Regions from separate parts of the Gossypium hirsutum genome. Here region 1 is linked to region 2. A link is a contact called in public Hi-C data. All regions are on one chromosome and are shown on one strand. Each heading gives the region's core, a stretch centred on a gene start, on an enhancer-like site or on the middle of the called end of the contact. The rest is flanking DNA. Distances are from core to core; before and after follow the strand shown.

Evidence for each region. Hi-C and Micro-C count contacts between places; a contact is called where the count stands out from the background.
Region 1: a contact with region 2 is called in a Hi-C map of leaf, with 2.1 times the contacts expected there. The contact joins two enhancer-like sites. A contact is called at or near these places in 11 of 34 Hi-C or Micro-C datasets (callus, fibers, hypocotyl and 2 more).

The regions. Positions count from the first base shown.
Region 1 is chrA06:26,135,854-26,141,424 of Gossypium_hirsutum_v2.1, reverse strand. No RefSeq gene overlaps it. Among protein-coding and RNA genes, the nearest start is that of LOC107963569, 4.3 kb to the left of the region's middle. Within about 2 kb of position 2,229, at least 3 of the 9 cell types and tissues checked have an H3K27ac peak or open chromatin away from gene starts, as enhancers often do. A contact at or near this core is called in leaf, where this site is marked.
Region 2 is chrA06:25,835,037-25,840,005 of Gossypium_hirsutum_v2.1, reverse strand. No RefSeq gene overlaps it. Among protein-coding and RNA genes, the nearest start is that of LOC107962825, 3.7 kb to the left of the region's middle. Within about 2 kb of position 2,670, at least 1 of the 9 cell types and tissues checked has an H3K27ac peak or open chromatin away from gene starts, as enhancers often do. A contact at or near this core is called in leaf, where this site is marked.

The DNA of each region.
Region 1 (5,571 bases), core at 980-3,479, 300 kb before region 2:
GAGAAAGAAAATCAAGCAAGCCTAATTGGATCCGGAAAGATCAAATAAAGAGTTAGATCGAGGAAAAGAAAAAAATATCAGATTAGTAGATCTCTGTATACGAGCAAGTGACGAGGTAAGTTCGTGTAACTAAATTTGTACATTTATATGCTTAAATTGAATGTTGTGTATGACAATTATGTAGTTGTCATGCATATGAAAATTGAATACATATCTGATAATGCCCAATAAATGATAAGTCCTGTTTGAATAAATGAAGTTCGATGGATAAATGCATACGAAAAATTGATTATATATCTACAATACTAAATATATAAAAATAATTAAATTTCTCAATATTTTATTTTTAAAAAAATATATTGTAAAAAAATAAAATTGGTATATACTAACCTTACAAATTCTTCAATATTTTCTCTTCTACTACAACAAAAAATTTTCCTCTTCTTTTCTTATCTTCAAAATCGTTCAAGAAAACACTGCTTAAATAAGGCTTTTCCACTGGGTGCCACCAGTCAAGGACCCTCCACTAGGTTCCGCCTTTAAAATATCCTCACTCGTGTAACCCGTATTTTTACCCAGTTTCACCTGTGTATGGACACAAAATACAAGTGTCGTCTATCCTACTCCGTCCACCATTTAAATACATTTTTTTAAATACAAATCATATGCTAATGATGGTTCCATGTTTGCACTAGAAAAAAATGTTGGTGCCGCCACCCTATCACCCTCGACCCCCAACAATATTAAAAACATACCATTTTGATAAATAATGGTATTAACATACCATTTAGGTATGTAAATATTAATTTTGTATTATATACATAAAGAAACCTTTTTTCTATTTTTTTAAAGTTTAAAATATTGTTTTATTCACTTGTTTAAAGAACTTTGATAATTAAGCAGGATTATAATAAATTAACAGAGGCCTACTGATTAGGAAACATGTGGGTCCCAATAATTCCAATCAATGATAAAGAAAAGACTTGAAAAAAATATGACAGTTGACAATGCTTAACTTTTTTTTTATGACTCCTAAACTACATATAACCTCCACAAATTCTAAAATTTTAAATTAGAGTATATTACACGTATATTACAACAATAATATCAATTGAATTATAAGATTACTCTTGATCTTTCTGAACGATTGACAATCCTGTTCCAAATATGTAAAATAAGATGTTATCAAGATAGGCAATATATGGAACATTTTTTTTTCTATTAGAATTGGAATTGGTATAAATAGGTATATGCATGTTGTGATTGTATCGTTTCAGATTTATTAACATTTTTAAAATATATATTTATAGATTTCAAATGAATGAGAATAAAATATTCATTACTAAATTTCACAAACAAAAATCAATCATTTAACAATTTAAAAAAAATATTAAACAATAAAATTATTCACAATAAAATCATCCTATACGAAGTGAAGCTTTTAGAAATTTTGCATTTCTTTTCTTTTCTTCTTCCCTGATATACAAGTTGTTTACTTATTTTTTATGTTGTTTAAAAGTTAAAGTCAGTAAAGTTTAATGGTTAAAATTAAAGCATTTATTATTTATTAATATAAATGATAAATATATTTTTATATTATTTTTAATATTATTTATACATAAGTTGATACACAATATTTCGATCTGTGTGATCATAATTAGATAGAATAAACTAATAAAATTGATACAAACTAAAATTTTCACTACAGTGAAAAAAGAGAATTGATTGTTTCTATTTTCGATTAAAACAATGTACACCAAATGATATAGTCAAAACTGATGCATAACCAACTATATTGATAGTTTAGGTTGTCATTATTTTTTGTTCTCAAAATTACTGTTAATTATTTTGCTCAAACAAAAAATTAAAATTTCATCCGTATATTTGTTTCTAATTAGAATTCATGCATTGTGTTATATATTAAATTAAAATTTCATTTTCAAGGAGTGTTAAAAAATTTATTTGTAAGTTATAATAATTTCAATAAATTAATTATTATAAAAACTTAGATTGAATAATTAACTCAAAAGTAATTAAAATAAATTCAAACATAACATAAAATTCAAAGTCCAAAACCTTAGTATTAAAGCAAAGCATTTTTGTTAGTATAGTAGATTTAGAGGAGGAGATTTAAAGAATTTAGAAAATTGGGCCTAGCCCTTAATCTGGGCCTAAGCCAATGGGCTTAACCCCTTATACAAACAGTTTCTTCCAGGCCTCTCAAGTCTTCTGCTTCTGAACTAACTCATATAGACCTCATCATTGATCCAATTCGATTGGATTCCATCAGCTCGAATTTCATTTCATTTATAAATACTGGAATCCGTTGAATACCTCAGCTTTCGACTCCAACTTGTCCTTGTTCATCCAACCCTTACATGGTTAAAATGTTTCTTAATGTTTTATTTATATTGTTATAATATTTTCTAAATTTAAGATTTTTAGTATATAAAAAAATGTATTTATAAAAGTAAAATATATGTAGAAAATCTTATAAAATTAAGAGATTAAAAGTTAAAAATATGTAAAATAGTAACATTAGAAGAGAGATATTTTAGTAAATATATTGGAGTGAATTCTGTAAATTTGCTGGCTTCACCTTTGAAAATTTTAGTGAAATTTTTAGTTCCGTTTGATTTTAGGGAATAAAGGCTGTTTTCTTTTTCTTGAAAAATAGAAAACATTGAAAAATTTTATTTATTTGAAAATTTTAAAAATAAATTTTGGGAAATGAAAAATGGAACTATTTGATAATGTTAATCTTTATTTTATGTAAAACTGAAAAGTTTAAATGAATTGACTCTAGTTTTTAAACCCATATAAACATTAAAAAAAAAATTCAATAGTATTAACTATCAAACTTGTTACCTTGGCTCAAATTCATATAAGTGCGGGATTATTTTATTTTATTTCTCAATTTCTATTATAGGAAAATAAGTACTAAAGAAGTTTTTTTATTTTTTAAAAAAAGAAAGAAAATAAAAATTATTTTTAAAATAAAATAAAAAAGGAATTTTTATTTTCATGTTTTAAAAAATGGTTTTCATTTTATTTTTTTTAAAATTTGAAAAATACATTTGATAACAGGAAAAAAATTTGTTTTCAATAATGGAAATATAAAAATACATTTTGCATATGTTTTCCATTATAGAAATATGATAAATAAATTAAAATTTTCCTAGATTTATATGGATTTGAACTAGGGTAAAAGATAATATTTTAAAATTATTGAAAACAAAAATATTTTTGCATTTATATGTTTTTGAACCTGTGCCAATTCATTAATTAAATTTAAAGTTAAAAAATTTTGTTTTTGTTATGAATGCTATTAAGTGAATGTTCATTATAATCAACTTTTCACCTTTCATATTCCTTAACTCTTCACATTTCATTTCCTTATAACCCCTTTCCTATTTATGTATTAGAAAAAATGAGGAGTCTAATCTCTCCCTATATATATATATATGAATATACTAGTTGTGATGATGATGATGAATAATAGAATGCAATAGAAATCCCCCTAGTATCATATATATCTTTTTATATATTATTCTTGTTTTATAATATGTTATCAGCACGCACGCTTAAATTAATCCAAGAGTCTTGCAATCTTCGTTAGTTTGGATCAAGGTATGTTTGCATCGTTAAAAGTTCCACTAACCCCGTAATTTGTTAAAACTTCTAACATAGCCAAATTAGTTGTAATTTATTTTGTGACTAAGTTGTTGTAATTGCTGGAGTATTGTTATGTTATGCTTGAAAGTTTGTTAAGAGACTACTTATGTTTATATTAAATTTGCATTGTAGTTGTATCATCAGTGTTGAACCTTACAAAACTTGAATTTGTGGCTTTTAATATTATTGGAAAGAACTATTTATCTTGAATGTTAGATGCTAAAATACACTTAGATGCAAAAGGCTTTGGTGAAACTATTAAGTTAATATAAGGTCAAAGCCATGATATTTCTTTTCCATCACCTCCATGGGGGACTAAAGACTGAATATTTGACTGTTAAATATCTATTTGTCCTTTGGAATAGCCAAAAAATCGTAATATTTTCTAAAGCTTGCGATGATTGGTTGCATTTGAGATTACAAGATTTTAAATTTGTGTGTGAATATAACTCAACTAAGTTTAGAATCACTTCCTAATTGAAATTATGTGGAGAGAAAATAGCTGATAAGGATATGTTAGAAAAATAATTCTTAACATTTTACGCAAATAATGTCGTCCTGCAGACAAAATATTGTGAAAAATGTTTTAATAAATATTTTTAAGTTAATATCTTGTCTTCTTGTGGCTGAACAAAATAATGAATTGTTAATGAAAAATCATGAGTCACGTCTAACTGGCTCTACTTCATTCCCTAAAGTGAATGTGACATCATATAATGGAAAGGATAAAGGTCACGCTAGTAGTCGTGGTTGAGGACATAAGTGCAATCGTAGTCGTGGTTGTGGTCGCGGTCAAGGACGTGGATGAGGTGGCCATTTCAGGAATACCTATCAAAAGTGGGATCATAATGATAAAAAGAATGATAAAGATATACAGGTAAAAAATTGGAATGTTTGTGCTATCGTTGTAGAGGTAAAAACCATTGGTCATGTACCTGTCATAAACCAAAGCGTCTTGTGGAACTATATCAACAATCATCAAAAGAAAAAGGGAAGAAAATAGAGATAAATTTTGTTTATGAGTGTACCATCCTGCTCGGTGTAGTCTTAGTGATTCAACTATTGTTTGCCGAAGTATAGTGTTTAAAGAAAGTTCTGAGTGGGTAAGGTATTAATTGTGACTAAGCATGTAAGGTTATGAGAACGCCCTTGGGCGAAGCCTATGATAAGCGAGCTTGATGGTTTAGCGGACTCTTTTGAAGAGTATACATCACCCAGCTGTTAGACGAATATGTAAGTCCTCAGTTTGATAGAACCATTTATTATTTTATTATTTTATTATTCTGGTTGAACAATTTGGTTAGAAAAATGGGAATTGTTAGAATAGAACTAAGTTACGTAGCTGATAAGACTCGCATTTATGATGAGAAAGAGTTCTTAGTCATAGGAATCAAGGAGGTTAGTGGGATAATCAGATTTATTCACTAAACCTAGCTTCTGTGTCTATCTGTATAAACTTGTATTAGTTTCTTGAGCAAGCTTTTACGTCTTCTCTAGTATTCACATTTTTTTGTAAACTTTCTTTGCACTTTTCTATCAGAAAGCATAAGACTAGAGAACTACTTGGAGATTTGGGTTCACTATACTCAGCCAACTCTTCTGTTATTTTAGCACCTGGTAAATGTTGATAAACTTTAAGCTATTTTCATTGTTATTTACGTGACTTTAGGGCTACACACTTAAGCGTCAATTTTGAGTATAAAGAAGAAAACTTCCTGAATCTGGGTTTTATGATGATGTTACTTGAAAGTTGGCTTAGTTTTCTGGTATACAGTCTGATTAGTTTAACTATTTATAGTATAACTCAAGACACTTCTAAAGGTTCTTATGGTAAGGGCAAGAGTCTTGCTATTTGAACTTGCTGCATTTTTTGGTGAGTTCCTTCTTACTTCATAT
Region 2 (4,969 bases), core at 1,421-3,920:
TTAGTTCAAGTTTTAAAGAACTAATCTAAGAATTAATGTTGTTTTGTTATTCAAGGTTGCATGGAATAACCATTCTTTGATGATACCAAAAAATTCAAAAAGTAACTATTACACAAAGATAAATAATAAAATAATAATAATTATTCTACTAAATGAGTATTATATTCAACTAAACGAATAAATGTTTTATCATTTAATGAATAAGGTTTCATTCCCTCTAACCAAATATCGTGTAAGTGTACTTGTAACGCAAAACCCTTGATTGATATGCTGTTGTCTTGAAGGAACTGGACAATGCAAGATAGGTTGAAATCGATGCCACGTAATAGGAATTTGATTCTCTTCTTTTTCTTCTATATTTTTAACTAAAATATATGAAAATTTGATATTTAATTTTCTCGCTTTTATAATGTATTAATTAGTTTAAATTATTAACACGTTCAAATTATTTTTGTTAAAGTAATGTAATGGGTTTTTTTTTTCAAAAAAAAAAGTACTCTAAGCATTTGATTGCCATATAATTTTGCTTTTTTTACATTAAGTTGTTCGATTAAATTTAAAAAAAAACTTAGCACTATATTGCTCAATATTCAACGGTACTGTTAAAATCTTGAATTAATTATACGAGAATTAAATTATAAAGACCAAAGTTAAAATTTGACCAGAGTTTACATATTATTGTGATAAAATAATATTCTCACTATATATGTAGTGAATTACTGGAAGGAACTCAATTATATATAAACTAGGAAACAAATATTTTTGATTATATAACTTCACTTTGTTCAAGATATATATAATTCAAACAAATAGTTTCACTCCATTAGCCATATAGGCAGACATTCTATTCCATGTCCTTGAATTTCCAAACATATATAACTGGATTAGCATTGAAAAATAAAAAAGCTTGGATAAGAAGCCAATCAGGTTCCATATGCTAAAATACAATAATTTGATACACTGTCACTGCCACCTATTGTATTTCCCCTCTATTCAAGTTGGTCTCAAACATAGCAGTCTTTTAAGTCCATAAATCATTGATTTTATTGTGAAATAAAAAAAAGGTGGAAGTAAGATATATAGTCAGATGCCATGTATAAACTCCACTATGGACCAAGGTCCACAACAATATAGCCAATGAAGAAGTAATAATAGTGTTTGTTCACAATGATTTGGGGTTTGAAGTTTCCACAATGGCTATTGATAATGGCTCATCTTTCAGGTTTTATGGGGCCAGCTTTATTCTGTTTGATTTTTATGAGAAAAAAGCATATTCCCAGAATTGGAATCCCTTTCTTTCTTGATTTGATACCAACCCCATCATCTTCTTTTCTTTGCAGTCAAGTCATAAATTGCCAACTTGTTATTGTTCGAACCTGCAAAAAATTTCTAGTGCTGGATGAATTGGACCCGTCTCTTGTGTTGTACGAATGATAATTCTTGAATTCTATGGCAATTAACTGTAATTTTGAAGTTCTATCTGTTGTGTTTAGTAAGGATAGTTTGCAATCAACTTCACGGTTTTGTTCTTTCGAAAAACACGTCTTTAGCTATATAAAATTATAAGTACGTCCAATTATTGACTAGTCAACGTGGGGTCGTTTTCCTTCCTCAACATGTTATTCAAAATTAGTAATCAATCCAAAAGTTTGTTGCTTCAAATTGGGGTTTCATTAACAAGATCATAAATAGGAGAGCATTGTTGTTGGGAAAATAAACTTTGTTTAGAAAAGCTTGATTGAAAACGAAGTATGTTTGAAAAAAATGTGGTTTACCGATTTATAAGCGTTTGTCCATTACTTTGAAATGTGGGATCAAAAATTGAAATGTAAAACAAGTACATATTTAAAATAATAAATAACATTAAAAATATAAGGATAATTAAGTTGTTTTATCTAAATTCAACTTCCAAATGCTAAAAAACAAGAGGCAAAATTAAAAAAATTTCCTATAAAATATGTTTCATTTCCCTAAACAAAAATTAAATTTCCAATCATATGATTAAAAGATGATGTAAGCAACCAATACTCCTGGTTAACTATGATTTTAATGTTTTTATTGGGTTAGCATTACTTTTTCTGTGAAGAAACAGCTTTTGATCTCAAAAACCATGTTGGACCGTAATGCTAAACGGAGCCTATTGGAAGCTTTGTTGGCAATGGATATATATTTTCAGGTTTTTCATTTTACTGAGGTAACTGAACAGGTCCTAAAGTAGGCAGATTTTCACTCCACCATCACACTCATTCCATTAAAAAGCAGGCTGAACTTTACCCATTTCCATTTGATTAACAAATGCCACAAATTCCTGTATTCTTTAAAATTTAGAATTTAGTTACTGTATTTTTTATTTTTATGAATTTAGTCCTTGTAAATTTTAGATTTTAAAATTTAGGTTTAATTGTTAATAATATTAAATTTTTTGGTGTGATATTTTGAAATTAAAAAATATATATATTGTAATTTTCCAGTCAATTTTTTTTGGTGAAGTGATAGGAATTTCCCTTGTGAACAACATACTTGAAAGGCCTATTGCTTAGAATTCACATATGATTAAAAAAAAGAAGAAGAAATGTGCATTTACAAGATAGATGTTGATGTATCTATGTTAAACTGAGAGCTGGCAATTGATGGTGCAGTTTGGCATTTACATCATCAACTTGTTGCAGCATTTTTGGCCTATACCCTTCTTATCCTAATACCCAGGAAAAGAGATATATACATAATTGTCCATGTCTTAAGGACAAAACAGGCAAGAAAGATCACAAAACCTGTTGTTTGTTTCTTCACAAGACAAGTTGTGTGAAGTGATGGGTGATTTTGGAGGTTGCAATTTTCAAACAACACACAGTTATTAATTTAAGATCACTCACTGAATCCAATATTTTTCATGCATTTGAGGCAAATATGAGATTCTTATTTTATAGCTTATTTTCACCAAACATCCTCAAGCATCACTTGAAATTTAAATTCATCCCTAAATTTTAATGCATTCTAATTGACCCCTCAAAATATTAGTATTATATCAATCAAGTCTTCTCTTTAGTTTAGTTGTCAATTTAGGCATTTATGTGAATTTTAATATGATTTAAAGCATATTTGAAACGTATGGATCAAACTCCAAACATGTGTATATCTAATACATGAATAGCTTACATCAAAATTGTTCAAAAACAAAAAGTGAGAATAATTTTTTTTTAATTAGACCTAAGCTATCTATGCAGTTCTTATATATTTGTTTACAATTTGATTCATGTATTTTAAATATACTCCATGTTATATTTAAATTAATATTTAATACTCAAACTAATGACTAAATTGATAAATTGATTTAATTGTTACACTATTGATACTTAGAAAAAGTTGAAATAAAACATCCAAAAACTAATTGAAATGGGGATGATAGTTATACTACCATTAACCTTGAAATCAATTAAACCTTTGTCTTTGAATGGCTCTTTTGGTTATAATGGACTGAGTTTAGAGCATAATTGCAATCAATAAAATAATACGACTTTCCCAAACCTTGGAATGATTATTTAGCTCAAATTTTGTTTCTTGTTGGTTTAAAGTTGATTGACTTTTCACAAACTTTTGGGTTAGTTGTATAGGATTGAGTTTCAACAAATGATTAAGAATTAGAACCCAAACTCCAACGTAGAAAATTTTCATCATTCTTCTAACTAAGTCCTACACTTTTATAAGTGAATTAATGGGTTCTCACCTTGTTATCTTAATCATTCACTAATTTACTATACTTATCAACCACCCCCTATTCACACCAAGTAATGATGGCACTGAGGTGGTAGCTAAGGCCTAAGTTGGGTTCGTTAATCCAATTTAAATTAAATAATATCAATATCTTTTATTTAAATGTAAAATATGTAAATATTAATATAAAAATAATTTATAACATTTTATAATAAATGAAGGCCTATATTTTCCTAAAAGTGTTGAGAGTGGGTATTTGTTATGAAGTGTCTCATTCCTTAGAGTTATTATTCTTGAGATGCCTATACTCGATTTTAGTTTCGGGGTTTTATCTCTTTACTCCGGATAGAGCTCAAAGGGGTTCATGGAGCTTTTACAATAACGCCTAGGTTTACTAAGGAAATGTTTTATCATTTTAGCCTTGGTGGGGTTCAAACGCTTTTCTTTAAAGGGTCTATTGGAACCCACCCATTGTTTGAAAAGTCAAAAAGGGTGGGCACCCAAAGTAGAAAGTAAGATTGGTTGGCAAGTTGGGTTAAAAGTTGGCATGAGATAATTGCAATTTTGGTCCCTAATTGTATAGGGACATTGCAAGTTGATCCTTGAACCTCAACTATAAATAGGCCTAACCATTTCTTACTTTCTACATCCCATAATTGCCATTCTCTACTTAAAGCGTTATTCTCTCTCCCTATTTGTAAATTTCACTTGTAATTTTTGGAGTGAAATATATTTGGTAGTACCCGAGGACGTAGGCAAAATTTGCTGAACCTCGTTAAAATTCTGGTGTTCTTTATTATTTATTTTGCATATTTTGTGAATGTGATTGTAGTAATTTATTGTGCTATTAAATTACGATAGAGGGATATTCTGGCTAGGAAAGACTTGGTATTTAAATGATCTTCGTGATCTACCTCTCTTTCTTGGGAATTGAACTTAGTGTGATTTTTCAGTACAATATTTTTACTCTTTCACACACTTCCGCACAACAATTGGTATCAGAGCCAGGTTCGTACTTGGGGAATATGACCGTTTACGGTACCATTCACGTATACGACACTATTCACGTATACGATACTATTTACGTATATAGCACTATTCACGTATACGGTACTGTTCACGTATACAGTAGTTGGGATTGAGGAGAAAAATGACAGCAGCATTGTCATCAGCAAGGACTACTGTGACAAATGCAAAATTTGAAATAGAGAAATTTGACGGTACCAATAATTTTGGTATATGGCAATGTGAGATCCTG